Linked DNA regions of Mus musculus: region 2 is linked to region 1. Evidence: chromatin contacts called from public HiChIP or PLAC-seq data. All regions are on one chromosome and are shown on one strand. Each heading gives the region's core, a stretch centred on a gene start, on an enhancer-like site or on the middle of the called end of the contact. The rest is flanking DNA. Distances are from core to core; before and after follow the strand shown. Region 1 holds the start of Sorcs3 (sortilin-related VPS10 domain containing receptor 3). Region 2 overlaps Sorcs3 (sortilin-related VPS10 domain containing receptor 3).

Region 1 (5,459 bases), core at 1,358-3,857:
CTTAAAATTAAAGCAGGGATGGAACACTTCCGGCTGAGTGAATTTGGTAATAAAGCCTCGCACATGTACAGCTATCCCCTCCTCAAGGACGAGAAAACCAAGAACATTTCCTCACTACTCCTAATTATCAAACTTAAATGAAGTCGGAACTCACAAGCTCTGCTTCTCCCTCTCCTTGTCCCTCCCCCTCTGTCTCTATATCTTCTTCCCTCCCATTCCTCCCCTGCTCTGTCCACACACAAACATCTCCTGTGGACTTGAAAGTAAGTCTTCAGTCGCCCAGCCCTGCAAAAGTGCATCTTTACTCAAAGTTATCCAATCCAAGCCTTGGGGGTGGTGGAGCTATCTTGATGGAGATAGGCAGATGAAGCCATTAGTCACCAAGCTGCCCTGTGTGTTTCCACTCTTCTCCTTAGAACCCAGCATCTGGTACTCAGCCCCACCCCCACTGTGTATCACTGACAACCAGTAAATCTGTACTTGGTTACTGCTTGTGTGATGAGCTCTGCGGCCCCCTGGCTTCCCTGTTATTCAGTGCTCAGCCCTGTGACCCCCACGCTCTGGCAAAATAAGGCAAACATTTCCCCAGGAAGTCTTTTTCAAAGGCCTGTCATGAGGGGAGATACAAAAGAGGCAGCACTTTCCAATAAATGAGCTCTCAACGCTGCTTGTGAATCCCTAGTCCTCTTAATGGAACCCCTGCTCAGCCCTAAGTCTGGTTCTCAACTGAACTGGAAAGTCACACCAGAAAGAAAAAGAAAAAAAAAAAGGACGATTGGCAAGGCCAGGTGAAATAGCACAGCGATCATCGGAGGAAAGGGGTTTGGAGGAGCCAGTTCTTGCTGGGAGTATTGAGGAGAAATGAGCCGGTTAACCAGGCTCTGCCCGCGGCTGCCCAAATTAGACCCTATTCATCTGGGCACCCCGTTCCTGAGCCCTGAAGCTCTGGAGCTGGCGTAAGGAAGGTGCCACCTCTTGATGCAACAAAATCTTGTGGGCCCAGATGGCAAGGGAAAAGGGGGAAGAGATGTGCTCAGAAAGGGCAGGGTCTCAACTTTGATCCCAGAGTCCCTGAGCCATTTGTGAAGCAGGACACAGAGGCAAAAGTGAGTTTTCTGCTCCCCTACTCGTGCGTGCAGAGCGAGCAGGAGCACGAGGATAAGCAGTAGGAAAAGGGTGTGGAAATTCGCTTCACGCCTTAAACTTTTTTCCCTGCCTGCCCCCACTAGGAAAGCCTTCCAGCTTGGATGATGCAGCCCGGCTCCCAGCCTGGCTAGAACGTCATGTGCTGAGCAGCGACCCCAAAATGAACAAGTGTTCTGCTGTCCCTGTGGCCTCAGTCTCCCTAGCTCCCTGGTTCCCTTCACATGACCCCAGGGCTAAAAGGGAGCTCCTCCAGTCTCGGGAATTTGTCTAGAGATTTCTCCACATCAGCCCATGTTTACACTCACGAATTCAAGCATCCATCCTTTCCCCAGAAAAGAAAAAGTCACTCTCCGACCTGGATGCGGGAGAGAGTGACCAGATTCCTCACCCAGACAGCTTTTAAGACACACTTTCCTCTTAGCCCTCCAGACAGCCTCAGTACTGGGGTCTTCAGTAAACAGATGCACACGCCATCTTATAACAAAACTCGGCTAACCTGTTGGGGGCGTGAAGTGGGCAGGACAAACCCCTCTCTAAAAGTCCGGGGATTCTGATTCTCCTTCTGGACCCTGAGAAACTATCTGTCCCTCGCCCCTCTCCTCACCCCCCCCCCCACCACCCCCCGCCTCCCATTACCGTTACCCTCGGCTGTCAGGAGACTAGCGATCTGTGCCAGATGGGTACTCACACTGCTGTTGTGTCCCGACCAGTGCACCATGGCTTGGTTATGAGCCGAGTCCCCGGTCAGTGCAAAAGACGTGCTGGGCAGCCGGAGCTCCTCAGTGGACGCTCCTCCAGTCCGCGTCGCCCTCACCTCCTCTCGCGAACCCTTGGTGTGAGGACGGCTTCCTTTGGCACCATCTGCGAGAGCAGTAGCCCAAGAGTCCCCGCGCTCCAGGGGGCTTGGGGGCTGCGCCCGGCGAGTCCTCCTCGCACTGCCCGCCTGGCTAGGAGATGGAATGCCCGGGACCCACCTAGCGCCTTCAGGCGACATTCCCGCAGCTTCAGTCCGTATCTCCCCGCGGCTCGCCTGGGATAGTGGCTCTAGCCTGGACCGGCGTCTCGGTGCAGCGGCTCTCCGTGCAGATGCCAGCTCCTCAGGCCACCGGTTCTCCGCTGCCCGTGGCAAGAGAGGAGGCAACACTGGTGGTCGTGAAGCCGGGGACACCAGGCGCCCCGGACCTCCTGTCGCGCCCCAAGTGATCTCGGCGCCGGCCAGGACCCATGTTGACAAGAGCAGCAGCCCAGTCCGGGCGAGGGGTGCCCCGGGCCAGCCTGCGGGGCGCTCAGTGCCTGCCGCCTCCATCCCGCTGCGGCTACCACGGCTCGGGCTGCCGAGTGTGTGGCGCCCGCCGAGGTGCGGGTCCGATGGAGGGGGGGTGGGGGGTGCTGGAGGGATGCGCGCGCCGGCAAGCAAGCTAGCGAGTGTGTCAGGGGAATGAGGAGGGGGCGGCCGGGAAGGAGGTGGTTCGCCTGTCCCTTACACTCTTCCCCTCTGGATCGCTTGCTCCCAGGTCCAGAGGGTGATTCCAAAACCCAAAGGCAGTTTATTAAATGCTCTCTCGATGCTCTGGCCGGTTTGATGCTGTTGTTAAAATGCCCCCCCTCCCAATCTTTTCCACCGACCTCTTTTAAAAAATTTGTGAAAAGGAGTGTTCAGAGGGAATAGGGAAATCCTCTTAAAATGGGCAACGCTAGCTGGATCTTGGAGGAGGGGGGGGGGGGGCTCACAGCAGACCCTTATCCGGAGTCTTTCGGAAATCCAACCACCAGCCAGCCAGCTTCGGGCGCGGAGTTGGGAAGCCGCTCCTGGCTGCGTTTGGGGATTCACTCTTCGGTCTGTTCTTGGGAGCGGGAGACGGCGTGCGGGAAGTATAGGGTCTCCGGGAGGAGAAGGAGGAGTAAATTATCTCCACTGCCAACTGTTCTCGATCTGGAGACCAGGGCCAGGCGGGAGCTACCGCTCTGAAGCCAAGCGCGGGATGGACCCACGACTCTGCTCTGGGCTCCCCGCCCCCGGAGGCCTGCGCCCCCTCCCGGTGCGGGGGCGCGGGGAGTGCGTGCGTGCGCGTGCGTGCGCGCAGGCGAGAGAGGGAGAGAGGGAGACCAGGGTGTTCCAGGGCTGGAGGGAGGGCGCCTGGGGGGTCGGTACCTGGTTGAGCTGGGGGGGGGGGGTGTTGCTGGGTGTGCGGGGGCGCGCGGCTCCCTGCGTGCGCGTTTACACTGGCTTGTGTGAGTGAGAGCGGCGGGGCGGGGCGGGGCGGAGTGCGAGGTGCGCTCCGGCCGTGGGTGCTCGAGAATCACGCATAGGCTGTTTGCACATCCAGAAGCCTGTGAGTGGTCAGAGGCAATGTGGAGAACAAGGGTAGCACCCCTCTTCATGAGGCACGGTCCTCCAGCACCTGTGGGCGTCATCAGATTAAGCCGCCTGGAGGTCTGGAAAGCGAGCCTGAAAGCCGCCGGGCAAAGCAAAGGCTGATATTCTGGGGACCCTACACTAGATGTGGGAGGACAGTAGTAGATCCAGGTCCTGTTTTCCTGCCAGGGACTGCTAGGTCTTGCCCTTCTGACCCCCAGACGCGCTTTTGAGCAGGGCCACTTGTTTCAAAGTGTCTGCCACTATTTGGAAGGTCCCCTGCCCAAAGCAGCAAGCATTTATCAGGTCCCCTGTCCCCCGTGGCAGGAGGGTATGCGCGCCTGATGCGACTGGGACTCTTCCAGACCTCAGGAAGACAGAGACTTTGGTGAGGTGGAGAGAGGGGTGCTAAGCTTGAGGGCTGGCTGGAGACGTGGCTTACAACCTTTAGGACAGGTGGCCTCCAGGAAACACCGGAAAAGGATGGGGGAGGGGGGAGTGCCAAGGCTAAACGAGGAACATAGCCTCCAAGTTGTTCCTTCCCCTTAGGAATTAGAAGAGATTCTTTGTAGAAGGTGAAAGCTGGCGATGGAAGAGGAATTGTGGTTGGAGGTGTGAGCAAACAAAGAGGGGAAATGGAAGAGGGGAGGGGAGAGGATGATGCGAAAGAAGAGTAGGAACTCTGAGAACACCCTGGGAAAGATCAGGTGTGCTGCGATGCGAAGGAGCGGGGTTCTGGGCCTGAAGGATGCAAGCCAGGGATTCCCGGGAGCCCTCGCCTTTTGAACTTGCTTTCCCACCAAAGCTAAAATGAAAATTGGGAGCGGAGAAGATGGCTAGGCTGGACAAAGAAGACAAGGGTAATTCCCACCAAGAATGAAATGAACTTGGCATTCGTGGATTTTTTTCCAGACGCGGGTCAGCGCGTTGATGCAGGGGTGAAAAGTTGCAAAGCTACGGATCCAGGTGGGCGCTGGAGCCAGTGCTGGGAGAGAATAAGCTATCTGCTGGTGCCCAGCGCCCCTACCGGAGAAGGCGGGGAGCTGCAACCGCAACCTAGTGAGGTTTACCCCCCTGATCCGTTTCTAAGCAGGGTGCTAGGATTTAAGAGATCTGGTATGTCCGTTCACTTCTGGATACAAGGCTCTTACAGCCTCCCAAGTCTCCCCACAAGGGAGGAGCTGACCAATTTCCTCGCCGCCGCCTCTATGCGCACCCCCACCCCCACCCCCACTCCCCCGCGCGGGCACACACACACACACACACACACACACACACACACACACAAGGAAAGCAATCCGCGAACCTCTAAGTGAGTTTGCCTTTCTCATCAGGAACATCTACCCTTGTGATTCCCAAGAGAGATCTTCCAGGCTGACTCAGCAGCTAAAATGTTGAAGGCAGAGGTATATAGATGCTTTTCATAGGGGTGACAGTTTCTAACGTGACAAAGCCTCTCCCAATAGTTTTTCTCTTGTTCGCTAACATGTTAGGACACACCCCACCCTCCACCCCGAGACTACCTTTAATCGCATTCGATTAGCTTCTCCTGTCACTGATGATAAGTAAGTACGTTATAAAGAAAATATGTTTGTTTTGGCTCACAGTTCTAGAAACAGTGGAGATCAAAACTGGGCAGCCTCATATGCTGAGGTACCCATGCCTGTCACTGCATGAAGGATGCCATCACGGTTAGGAGTGCATGTGAGTGACACAGAAGAGGTCACCGGCTTCACGACAACCCATGATCTCAAGTATTAATCTAGTTCTTGCAAGATCTGGAACTCTCTCAAAGCTGTGTTCGTCATAAGGCTACTAGTCCCACTGCCCCAACTTTATTCTTGTAGGGAGCTAAGTCTTTCTACGAGAATTGACAGGAAGAACCACGTGGCACATGCATCAAGACCCACCAGCACCCTGGCACATCTCAGTAATGCAAACACATGCCATGAAACCT
Region 2 (5,459 bases), core at 1,461-3,960, 220 kb before region 1:
ATAGATAGATACATAGATAGATAGATACATAGATAGATAGATAGATAGATAGATAGATAGATAGATAGATAGATGCATACATACATAGATAGATAGATACATAGATAGATAGATAGATAGATAGATAGATAGATAGATAGATACATACATACATACATACATACATACATACATACATACATAGATAGATAGATAGATAGATAGATACATAGATAGATAGATACATAGATAGATAGATACATAGATAGATAGATACATAGATAGATAGATAGATAGATAGATAGATAGATAGATAGATAGATAGATAGTTTCAGGACATTGAAAGAATAAACAAATTATGAATAAAATGTAAAATAAATGAAATCTCATGAAGCTGAGACACTTCTGCATGGCAAAGGACAGCGTCATTCAGACAGAGCAGCAGCCTACAGAATGGGAAAATATATTTTTTTATATATACACATTCAATAAAGGGGTACTATTCAAAATATATAAAGAACTCAAGAAACTAGATATTAAGAAAAAAACTCAATTCAAAAGCGGGTTACAGATTGAAACAGAGAATTCTCAATAGAGAAAACTCAAAAGGCCAAGATGCACTTAAAGAAATACTCAACATCGTTATCCATCAGCAAAATAAATGCAACTGCTTTGAGATTCCATTCTACATCTGTCAGAATGGCAAGGAGCAGAAACCTAGTGGCATCTCATGCTGTTGAAGATGTCAAGTGAGAGGAATATTGTGGATGGAGTGCAAACATGTACAGTTACCATGGAAATCACTGTAGCAGTTCTTCAGGAAGATGAGAATGGATCTACCTCAAGATCCACTTGGGCTATAGCACACTTGGGTATATACCCAAAAGATGTTTAATCCTACCACTAAGACCTTGATCAACCATTTTCATTGCTGCTCTATTATATATATATGTGTGTGTGTGTGTGTGTGTGAATGTATGTATGTATATATATATGTATGTGTATATATATATATGTGTGTGTGTGTGTATGTATATATATATATATATATATATATATATATATATATATATATACATATATATCATCCTGAGTGTGGTATCCCAGACCCAGAAAAACAAATATGGTATGTATTCACTTCTATGTGGCTGTTAGCTGTTAAGTCAATAATCAAACTTCATTCCATAGAAACACAAAGGGTAGTAAGGATAGATCTTATTAGGAAAGATACAAATAGATCTTATTAGGAAAGGGAAATAGAATAATTATGAGGGGATTGAAGGTGGATTGTAATGGGAGGATCAAGTGGAGAAGAGGAGAAGCTGATGAGAGGGAATACAGAGAGAAATAGATAAAATTAATGGGTATTTGAGGGGTAGAATGGAAGTCTAGAACCAGCAGTCTCAACTAACCTTAAGGAGCTCTCAGAGACTGAGCCACCAACCAAGCAACATACACGGGATGGCTGAGGCCCCTGAACTTAGATAGCATGGGACTGCCCAGTCTGGTCTCCGTGAGAGATGTGCCTAATCCTGGAGAGACTTGAGGCCCCTGGGAATGGGGAGGTTTGGGGGGGTTGGGGAGGCATTCTTTTGGAGAAAAGGAGGAGGAGGAATGGGATGAGGAACTGTGGGAGGAGGGACTGGGAGGGCGAAATGGCTAGAATGTTAAAAAAAAAAAAAGACTATTTAGATGTATGCCTTATTGTTTCATTTACCAAAATCTGTCAGACAGTCAAAAAAAAATCCCCTCTGTCAAGCAAAGAGGAGAGATTGCAGATGAAGGGAAGACAAGCCCACTGGTTTTTTACTCGGATTTCTTTGCTTGGCCATATTCACAATCATCTCCCTTAACTCTGTGAACTTCACCTGGGCAGTGCATCTCCCTTTTTTAATGGAAATCAACTGTCTAACCGTATTTACATTACCATAATAACCCAACAAACTTGTTTAATATCAGAAGACTTACTGGAACAGATGAATAGTTTCAGTATGATATCCAGGGGACAGAAATTCAATTAAAACCTGCAAGTAGTGTGGAAAGAGGTGGTTATTGCTCAACACATACCACGGGGCCCTTCGCTGAAGCACAGCTATTAGCCGAACTGGTTGAGAAATCCTGTTTTCCTTTATGGCAATCTGTTAGCTTGTATAAAGTTAAATTAATAAAAAGCACCAACTGCCTCTGTGGTGAGAGAGCAGAATGAGGCCAAAGGCTAGTTGCATATTTTATAATTATGGATTAAGTGCATTATGCCAAGCGAATTAAAGATATGCCACGATTATAATAAAAATGAGAGACTGCACATCTCCGAGCAGTGATTGTGTGGCTATCGCATTTGAAGGCGCCGATGCTCTACCTAGCAAAGGCAATTGTTTCCCCCATAAAAAAAGAGGGAGGAAATTACCTGCCATACACACATTCCTTCAGTAGGTAGACCGGCGCTTGTGAAGACAGTTGTCTGAAAGCTAAATTGAGCTCTTGACTGCCTGTGCTGTGCTCAGAATGGACTCCAGAGCTCAAGAGCTGCTCCACATCCCTAAGGGGGTGCTTCAGAGCATAGAGGCTGCCAAGCCCATTCAGGAATGACAGGGTTCCAACCAGGAGGAATCTCATCTGCAGCAAACCAAGGGTTTTATCCCACCCACTGATGCAAAGGAAAGGAAATCCTCAATGAGGAAATCGGCAGTCTGCCCCTCCTCCAGCCTTCTGCACTGGGAGCCTTTGCTGTGGTTTTCTGATAGCTTTTGCAGACAAGAAACAAAAGTTCCTTTGTGTGAACATGGCTGACACTTGGGCATGCCCTGCTCTCTGCTACAGAACGGGGCAGACCTTCTTTATATCTTTCCTTGTCCTTTCTTAACACATTTGTTATAAACAAGTGTCTCTCTTGCTGTCTCTCTCTGTCTCTGTCTTGATGGGGGGGGGGGGGAGATGTGCCCACACATATGCACATGATTATAAATCATGTTCTGCAAATGGAATATCAGTCTTTCCAGCCATAAGCTTTCACGCATAGCAAATGATGATGCTTTCAGCACATAAGACAATTTCCCTTCTGCCAAATCTTCAGCATATTGTACTTTTCAGAAAACAAACTTTTCAACCCATATTGTTCATAGCAGTGCGTAGGAGTGGGCATGTGCATGCACATTTGGGCAAGCACTCATACATGAGGAAATGAAGCCAGAGAAGAGAAGCTCATCAGAGCCCAGATACCTTCTGCCGTCCTTTCTCTTCCTCTTGCTATGAGAATACTGTCTAATAAAAGCAACTTCAAGGCAAAGGGGTCTATTCGGGCTCACAGCTCAAGGGTTCAGCCCATCTTGGGAGAGTAGGTAATATGCAAGGACTTTGAAGCAGCTGGCCCTATCAAGAAGCAGAGAGCTATGCATACACTCTGCTCTCAGCTCCCTCTCTCCATCCTTGTAGTCCCAGATTCCCTTGTAGTTCAGGACTCTCCAGCCAGATAATGATGCTGTAAACAGTAGGCAGGTCTGTTCACCCATAGTAATGGAATGAAGGAAACCCCCACAGGCATGCCCAAAGGCTTATCTCCTGGGTGATTGATTCTAGATTCTTCTGACAGTTGATATGAACCATCATAGCCTGAAAGAGGGCACCAGGGAAAGTAGCTCCTTCCTTCCTTCCTTCCTTCCTTCCTTCCTTCCTTCCTTCCTTCCTTCCTTCTTTATTTCCATCCTCTATCTTAGAGGAGAAAGAAGAGGAGAGGGGCAGAGGATATGACAGCATGTTCTCAACTTCCAGAACCAGAGTCCTACGAATCTGAAGGATGGAACCCAGAATGGAGTTTGAGGATTATCATCCACTGAAGTCAGGTTATCCTGATGCACATTCAATCTAACACCAAACCCTCTTATTTCCTTCCCTTCCACAAAGATCCTAGCAGACAGACTCTCAGGGGCACCTCACTGCGAGAACCCCTCCAGTTACTGACAATGAGCCAAAACCCTAGAGACAGAAGAACAACAGCCAACAGTCAAGGGTCACTAGAGAGATGGTAATGGTGGCTTTGTTGATGACTTTAGAGATCTTTAGAAGGTTCTTGGTCTAATCCCTTATAGATACCAAGGGACAGCCATTAAAAGCTTCATGAGACAGTTACAACTACACTAATATTATTGTCTTGGGCACAGAGTTTTGGGCTAGGATTTGGTTGACAGGCTGTAAAGTCTGTGTGCTTCATCCAGCCAAGCTGATGGGCGCTGAGTTATATTTAGCATCCATGGACATTGTAAGAAAAGGAAATAGAGGACTGCCACCTCACCTAAAGTGTTAACTATGTCCCACTCAGGACTCTAAAAAGTTGCAAGGGGGTAAAAACTCATGCCCTCTCAGTGGGGTTTAAGAGGCCTAAACAAGTACAGCCCCCATTCCAAGCCTGTGTATCATTTTGGGATCTCCCTTCTTTCACCTCAGCAGGTATCCAGAATGGGCAGAATTGATATCTTTCTAAAAACTCTCTCTCTCTCTCTCTCTCTCTCTCTCTCTCTCTCTCTCTCTCTCTCTCTCTCTCTCTCTCTCTCTCTCTCTCGTATTCTTCAGTCTCAGTTCACAAATTTGAAAAGGAATTCCAGCAAGGCCCCTCAAACAAAAACGGATCAAGGATTCAGAACCAATTACCAAAGCATAATCTCACTCAGATGGCCATGCTAAGAATAATTACTCTCCATAAGAAACATGTCTGGCGTAGACGAACTGCAGAAGGCTACATAATTAAATACACCTGCCAATTCTCATTTATCTTGCTGGCAATTTGCATTTGAGGGTCCACCTGGATTGCCAAAGGCCCAGAGCTGATACACACAATGGAGCTGAGAACCAGGGATTCACAATGTCTAAAGGAGCAGAATTCTCTCTCAGATGCTACATTCCTACAGCATCCTGATAATTAACGTCAGTTTGCTCTGAGTTTCATCTGGAAGGCTTTCTGCATCCCCTCATTGGAAACTCCCCTTTTCCTGACATACAAGACCCTGCATAGCCTTTAAGATTTAGTTCCCAGTGAAGTCCTCAGTGAAGCCTCCCCCGTGCTGTGATTTGCTCATCAGCAACAGAGATATCATCAGGGCAGTTGGCTCCTTGGAACTGTGTTTATGTATTACCAAGTTAATTCACGTGCAGTCTTTAGCCAATGACCCACAGTAACCTCTCAAGAGCTTTGAATTATTATTCTGTCTTCTGACTGGCTGGCCTCTGGCTGGCTTGCTTTCTCTGCAGTTGGTCATATATTTAGCTATACGGGGGCTCCTCCTGATCCCCCCGAACATGGACTATGGTCTGTTCATTGAGCTTCCTGTTCCCTGCCTGCCTTTGGTTACCTTGCTCTATGGGTTTCTCTGGGGGTGATGACCTAACATCTTGTGCTATTTTAGACACTGGTAGACAAGATGTAGGATACGTCAGAAGTGGCCATTGCATGATGCCTTCCAAGAACGGTAAGGTAAAGAGCAGAGGTT

Evidence for each region. HiChIP or PLAC-seq counts read pairs in DNA pulled down with a chosen protein or histone mark.
Region 2: an H3K27ac HiChIP or PLAC-seq map of oligodendrocyte precursor cells shows a contact between it and region 1, with 5 times the contacts expected there. The contact joins the enhancer-like site here to the promoter of Sorcs3 in region 1. A contact is called at or near these places in 5 of 39 promoter capture datasets (embryonic stem cells, frontonasal cranial neural crest, hippocampal neurons and 2 more), 2 of 484 Hi-C or Micro-C datasets (3T3-L1-derived adipocytes and nephron progenitors), 7 of 115 datasets of contacts at active chromatin or transcription factors (embryonic basal ganglia, embryonic forebrain, embryonic midbrain and 4 more) and 2 of 9 other capture datasets (adipose tissue and embryonic stem cells).

Annotation. Positions count from the first base shown.
Region 1 is chr19:48,203,173-48,208,631 of GRCm38.p6, reverse strand. It overlaps Sorcs3 (sortilin-related VPS10 domain containing receptor 3), which reads right to left and starts at 2,607. Exons shown (of 27, transcript NM_025696.3): 1 at 1,835-2,607. The coding sequence starts at 2,452.
Region 2 is chr19:48,427,127-48,432,585 of GRCm38.p6, reverse strand. The region is part of intron 2 of Sorcs3 (sortilin-related VPS10 domain containing receptor 3); the gene reads right to left. Among named protein-coding and RNA genes, the nearest start is that of Sorcs3, 220 kb to the right of the region's middle. Within about 2 kb of position 2,710, at least 36 of the 459 cell types and tissues checked have an H3K27ac peak or open chromatin away from gene starts, as enhancers often do. A contact at or near this core is called in forebrain, hippocampal neurons and oligodendrocyte precursor cells, where this site is marked.